Linked DNA regions of Zea mays: region 2 is linked to region 1. The links are chromatin contacts, called in public Hi-C maps. All regions are on one chromosome and are shown on one strand. Each heading gives the region's core, a stretch centred on a gene start, on an enhancer-like site or on the middle of the called end of the contact. The rest is flanking DNA. Distances are from core to core; before and after follow the strand shown. Region 1 holds the start of LOC118472054 (OVARIAN TUMOR DOMAIN-containing deubiquitinating enzyme 12-like). Region 2 holds the start of LOC100502277.

Region 1 (2,861 bases), core at 197-2,696:
TTTCTATTACTTATTTTCTAAAATAATTCTTGGTTTCAAAATTCAGTCCTCAATTTTCAAAGCTCAAGTTTAATTTGAGATATCTAAATTTACTATTTTATTTATTTATTTTAATAATTTTTTTCTTATTCGAATTTTGGGCTTTACAAGGTTCGAGAACCACTAAATTCGGAGTTACGGTTAAAGAGTTATGATTTGTGAAGTCTTAAGTGCTGAATAATAAATAAAATGAGTGCATAAATTTCAACTTAGGTTTCATAACAAAATAAGGTTCCTAGATGGTAGACAATATCACTATGAATTTAATGCAACTGGAATGAATTAATTTGGAGCTAACACAAAGAAGATATGGAATTTACAAGTTTAGTAGATTTATTCTCATTTTCTGTATTTATTTTGAATATTTCCAATCGCACTGGACTGAGGGCACAAATACCAGAAATTCTGGGGACCCAGGTGCAATTAATATGGGCTCAGTTTTAATGTGTTCCGACTGGAGAAGGATGGTGGGTTCATTTTTCTATTTCATCAAGGACTCTTTTGCAAACTAACCACAGCGAAAGGGTATGGATGCGTCTTGTTCGTCGTATTGGCCCATGACGGTCGTAGATCGGGTCTGAATTGGTACGCAGCCCTGGACACCGGATTACCGTTCAACGGCCCGGATTTTAAATCGCTCGGCCGATCCAAGACCTCCCAATCCTAGATCAACGCACCGGATTGATCTCACTGAATCTGTACGAAGACTCTAATCCTAGCCGCAGATCACAAGATGGAGTATGGACACCTCACATCCGTCTTCAACCTCTGGCCGAGCTAGGCGGTGGTCCTCCCGCCACGACCCGGCAGTCCCGCGGCCAATCCATGCCCCGACGCGCTACACACCAATCGATATACTATTCGTGATGCAAGGAACAACACGATCATGGTGGTGGCCAAAGTACCCCTGGGGGTGGCACAACCAGCACATCCCTCGGCAAAACATAGAGCTGCGGCGACATTCAACAACGACGAGAAATTCTCGACCCTATATGACCTAATCCTTCCTACCCGTCGATTCAATACTTAGCTTGCATGAAAACGAGGTACTAGAAGGGCTCTCACCGGTGGAGGGGGATGCAAGGATCTGGTTGGCGTAAGGGGCAGCTTGGCGCTGAGACAACTCCGTCGAGGAATTCCACCCGACCCGGTCCCGCTTTCCACCACAATCGGTGACGTCCACGCTCAGGGCACTCCGGGGATTACCCAATGCACACACCGCGCAGAGAGGGTGGTCCTTCTCACTTGTAGACGACAGTGTCTCGCTGTTCCTCTCGCGGCGCTCGTCGTATGGCCCTCTGCGGTCGCCCGGTATCTCGGTGGTTGCAGCGAGGCGGTGGCACGAGGTATGGCGAAGATAGTGGTGCGTGGAGACTCATATAGGCCTGCTGGGCAACAACTTGCCCGAGATCCCGTCGTATTGAGCTGGCAGCGATCAGGTCCCGCCCGAGCGCTCGAATTGGAAGGGGACGGACCCGACACGGCGGTCCCACACGACAGCGAACACGACAAGGCGATGCGTGGGTCCCAGTGTCTAGCCGCACAGAGTGATAGTTGCGTCGGGCGCGCGCGAGATGCAGAGCACGGCTAGCTGACTGATGAGATGGTCCCACCTGGCGGCGCCTGACTTCGGTTAACTGGGCCGCGCGGTAGAGAGGTCAAATGGGCCGTTTGCGCAGTCCTAGGCCCAACTAGACGTTCTTTCTTTTTTCTTTTTATTTTTATATTCTATTCTCCTTTATCTTAATTCCAGATTTCAAACCAAATCTAAGTCATCGTTTTAAACCTCAGATTTCCAAGCATCAAACATAATCATATTGTGAATATTAATCCTGCTAGTGGCAATAATATTATTTATCTTTCTTCCTATTATTATTGAAAGGGATATTTAACTTACTTTGAATTTTGTTTCTAATTTTTTTATTTTAATTTTCCCATTTCCTCCTCTTTTGAATTTTGAATTTAAGTAGGGTTTTAATCCTTAGCTTCTTATTAAGATGCACCTCATACAAAACACCAGCATGTTATGCAAGATTTATTTCCATTTATTTTACATGTGATCATCAATGCAAGCATATTCATATTGGAATATTCTCTCCACCTCTTTATAAAAGTTGGGTATTACATGGAGCCACACCGGCTTCGCACAGACATCAAATACAGACATGCCACGCGTCTTCGTTTCACACTTGAATAAGACAAATGCACGAACAATATAGCAGAATACGAAGCCATCATCCTCAGATTCCACAAGCTACGAGACCTAGGGGTGACAACATGCATAGTCAAAACTGATTCCAAGATAGTCGCCGGCCAAATCGAAAAGGACTGCTCTGCCAAAGAACCAGTGCTGTTGCAATATCTCTCGGTCGTGCGAAGCCTTGAAAAACAATTCAAACGATTAACATTGCAGCACATAGATCGGAACAAGAATGAAGAGGTCGACATGTTGGCAAAAGCAGTAGCGAAAGGCGACCCACGACCATCTGACGTGTTCTTCCACACAATCGGCACACCAGCTGTAAGAAACCCTGAAGGCCTGCAGATAACACCAGACCCCGACGACCGCAGAATCATACATATGATAATGACCGAAGACCAAAGCGAAGCCAAAAGGTTTAAACACAGAAGTCGTGGCTTCGCTGTGATAGATGGACAACTATACAAGAAGGGAATAAGCCAACCCATGCTCAAATGTATCACAATAGTCGAAGGCATAGAACTCCTTCGCAAAATCCATAGAGGAACATGAGGATCACACTCGGGACCAAGGTCCCTCACCGCTAGTGTCAGGCGACAAGGTTTCTACTGGCCAGCCATTG
Region 2 (3,140 bases), core at 284-2,783, 140 kb after region 1:
GCTAACCACAATCGACCATAATCATACTTAAAACTAACTTAACTAGTTTTCTAAACTATTTTCCATATTCATTTGTATAGCACATTAATTGATTACAACATTTACCGATCATAAACATAGACCGATTATACTAATTATTGATATAGAATATTATTGATATAGAATATTGACTCCCTCAAATAATTAAAATAGGAATAAATACATTGCAAATTCCTGCTAGCTAGCTGATTAAAATATTAAACTTATCTGTCTCGTCATTAACTAGATCATACATCGCATCCATGTCTACCTCTATATTTTGCATAATTATGCATCTAAAATTTAAACCTCAATCTCTGACTCAACTACTTCATTATTCTAAAAACAATTATATTGTCACGTAACAGCACACGGACACAACAACGGAGCTAGCCATAATTACTAAGCGTACCTATACTAAATAAAAAAAATCATCGCAACCTACATATCTATCAATCTATTCATTAAAACAAAATAATAGTAGTAGCAAATCAGCTCATCCAAAATTAAATTCGACGCGAACTCTGCAAGAACCACGATAATTTATAGTTCAGGCTTTTCGTCGAGTATTTGAGGCATCAACTTGGGGCTTGTTTTTCCACATTCTCTTAGGATCCTTTTGTCGGCGCGAACACAAGTAGGAGATGTCATGAAGGAACTGACATCGAAGTGAGGCGACGGAATAACGACAACGGAGTGGGGCAGTGTTGAAGGAGCTCGGCGTCACGGTAAATAGAAGTTCGACGGAGACTAAACCGATTGCCGAACATGAACTGCGCAAATCGACGACGCGAGGCTTGATCTGGCGAGCACGACGCAAAGGAGGGCGTCTCAGTAACTGCTCCGACATAAATTACTCGCTGCTGAGCACGACGGAGGCCGGGAAGCTGCTGACGGTCGGCCCAACAGCGAGCAGGGGTACCAGGGCGTGCGTGCAGGAACAATCTTGACAGTACGCGTCCGAGCGAGACCACGGTACTGGTAAACGGCGGGCGACCAAGCAAAAATCCGAGCTGGGCGAGTTCGACGGCCACGGCCGGGCACAGATCGGCGCGATGGAGAGTCCCAGGACGCGCGCGGGGGAGCAGAGGAGATGGGCGCGCGCCGGAAGCTCGACGGCGGCCATGAGAACGAGCAGAGGAACTCCGGCATCCATGGTAAGGAGGGTTTCACCATGGCCGAGCAGACAGGGAGTGCCGTGAGCAGAGAAGTTTCGCGCGCTCGGCTGGACGCAGGAGAACACGCGCGCAGGGACGAGCTCGGCTGGGCTAGAGCAGGGAAGACCGCGGCTGGGGAAAGGAGGAGCAGGGAGGTCGCGGCCAGAGAGATGGGCGCCATGGGCGAGTTGCACAGCCGGCGAGCTGGAACTGAGCGCCGTGGAGGAGCAGGAGGTGGGACAGCGCTAGGGAGGGAGATGGACTTGGCAAGCAGGAAGCCAAGCGCTGGCGAGTTGGAGGACGGGAGGGCGCTCGGCCATGGGGAGCAAGATGGAGGGAGCTCGGTGGGCTGGGGATGGACACCAGAGAGATGAGCGAGCAGAGAGATAAGCACGAGAGACAGAATGGCCGCGTGCGCACGCTGGGATAAGAACGATGCTGAAAATATCCAGGGAGTAAAGCACCGCGCAGGAAAAACCAACACCGCGTAACAGAAAAAAAAATCAACACCATGAGCAGCGGCTGAAGATTTTTCTGCTGTGCGAGAGGATAAGGATTAAGGAGGAAGCAACGTGTAGAAGTAGCATACGTCCAGGATAGAGGCAAAACAGAAATGGCGGTTTGAGATTTTCCAAGGAACATACCAGAGACACTTTCTGTGAGTCATTGTTTAAGTAGAATGAGAATTAGTTGGAGATGGATACATAGAAATAAGAAAATTCAGATTTTTCTTCTCCAAACTTTAACAATATAATACTCAAATAAGTGAAAAATATGGAATTTGAATCCGAACGATATACAAACACACCCATCCAAACAATATCAATTTTAATATTTTTGGACTATGCTAAAATTGGTAGGTATTTTCAGGATCAGATAAATTTCCATAGTTGTAGACAGTGGAACAGATTACTTACGAATACTCAATATCAACTCTAATTATCTCAGATTTTTAAATAGGAAAGTGAATCGGCTAACCGCTATCCAAACATTTGACAAGAGAGCGATTCGATTAATAACTCTACGCCTTATATTTTTTGGACATGAATGCGGTCGAAATTATAAACTCGAACTATTTCTGAAATCGCATTCACGCTCTCGACCAGTCTAAACAACACCAGAATGAAGGTTACTAAAGTCCGAATTTCGTGAAATATTTTGGACAGTCCCGATAGACATAGATGAAGTGATACCAGAATACTGGTAGGCGAATATAATTAGGATATAGAGACTATTATTCTTACTGATATCTCGTACTTACGTCCATAGTCGTTGTTAAACGTATAGTAACACCTGGGGTGTTACAACCCTCCCCCTTGAAAGAATCTCGTCCTGAGATTCGGAGTGAAATACTTTTAAGAGTAGAGAAGCATGTAACTCCTATCCATATCAGCGATAACATAAGGCTGTTCCAAACAAAGGCGAGTGTCTCAGGATATTATTCCGATATCTCGTACTTACGTCCATAGTCGTTGTTAAACGTATAGTAACACCTGGGGTGTTACAATTTTATTCTATAAAAACATAAGGGTTCTTATGCGAATTTGTCCCGCGAAGGGGTATCGTAGGATTCTGGCCGTTGGATCACCAGCCGAGGGCACGGATTAGATCGGATCTCGGCCAAACCGGTACGCGCCCAAAGTCGCCCGATCTAGATCCGATGGCAAGGATTTAATGAGTCGAGGATTTAACATTCATCACTGGATCTCGAATCTACGGCTGAAATCGTCTTGGTCAAAACATTACACAACATCTAATCCCGTCCGATCATCCTGAGATCAACGGCCCACGCTAGTTCAAATCTAGACCGTTCGATAAGATCTGACGGCAACTGTTCCATCCTCCCCACGGTGGCGCCCAATGACTGTGCACGAGCCGCCCGCTGTGGTCGCCATTACCGAGCTGGCCGAATCGTTGCCCTTGGCGACCCAAATCCTAACCTAACGGAAGCTACAATAGATGGCT

What was found. Hi-C and Micro-C count contacts between places; a contact is called where the count stands out from the background.
Region 2: a contact with region 1 is called in a Hi-C map of endosperm, with 5 times the contacts expected there. The contact joins the promoter of LOC100502277 here to the promoter of LOC118472054 in region 1. A contact is called at or near these places in 3 of 25 Hi-C or Micro-C datasets (bundle sheath, endosperm and leaf).

What each region holds. Positions count from the first base shown.
Region 1 is chr5:127,121,394-127,124,254 of Zm-B73-REFERENCE-NAM-5.0, forward strand. It overlaps LOC118472054 (OVARIAN TUMOR DOMAIN-containing deubiquitinating enzyme 12-like), which reads right to left and starts at 1,447. Exons shown (of 7, transcript XR_004849553.1): 1 at 1,105-1,447.
Region 2 is chr5:127,262,027-127,265,166 of Zm-B73-REFERENCE-NAM-5.0, forward strand. LOC100502277 reads right to left here and starts at 1,534. Exons shown (of 1, transcript NM_001196754.1): 1 at 227-1,534. The coding sequence starts at 1,356. The coding sequence ends at 850.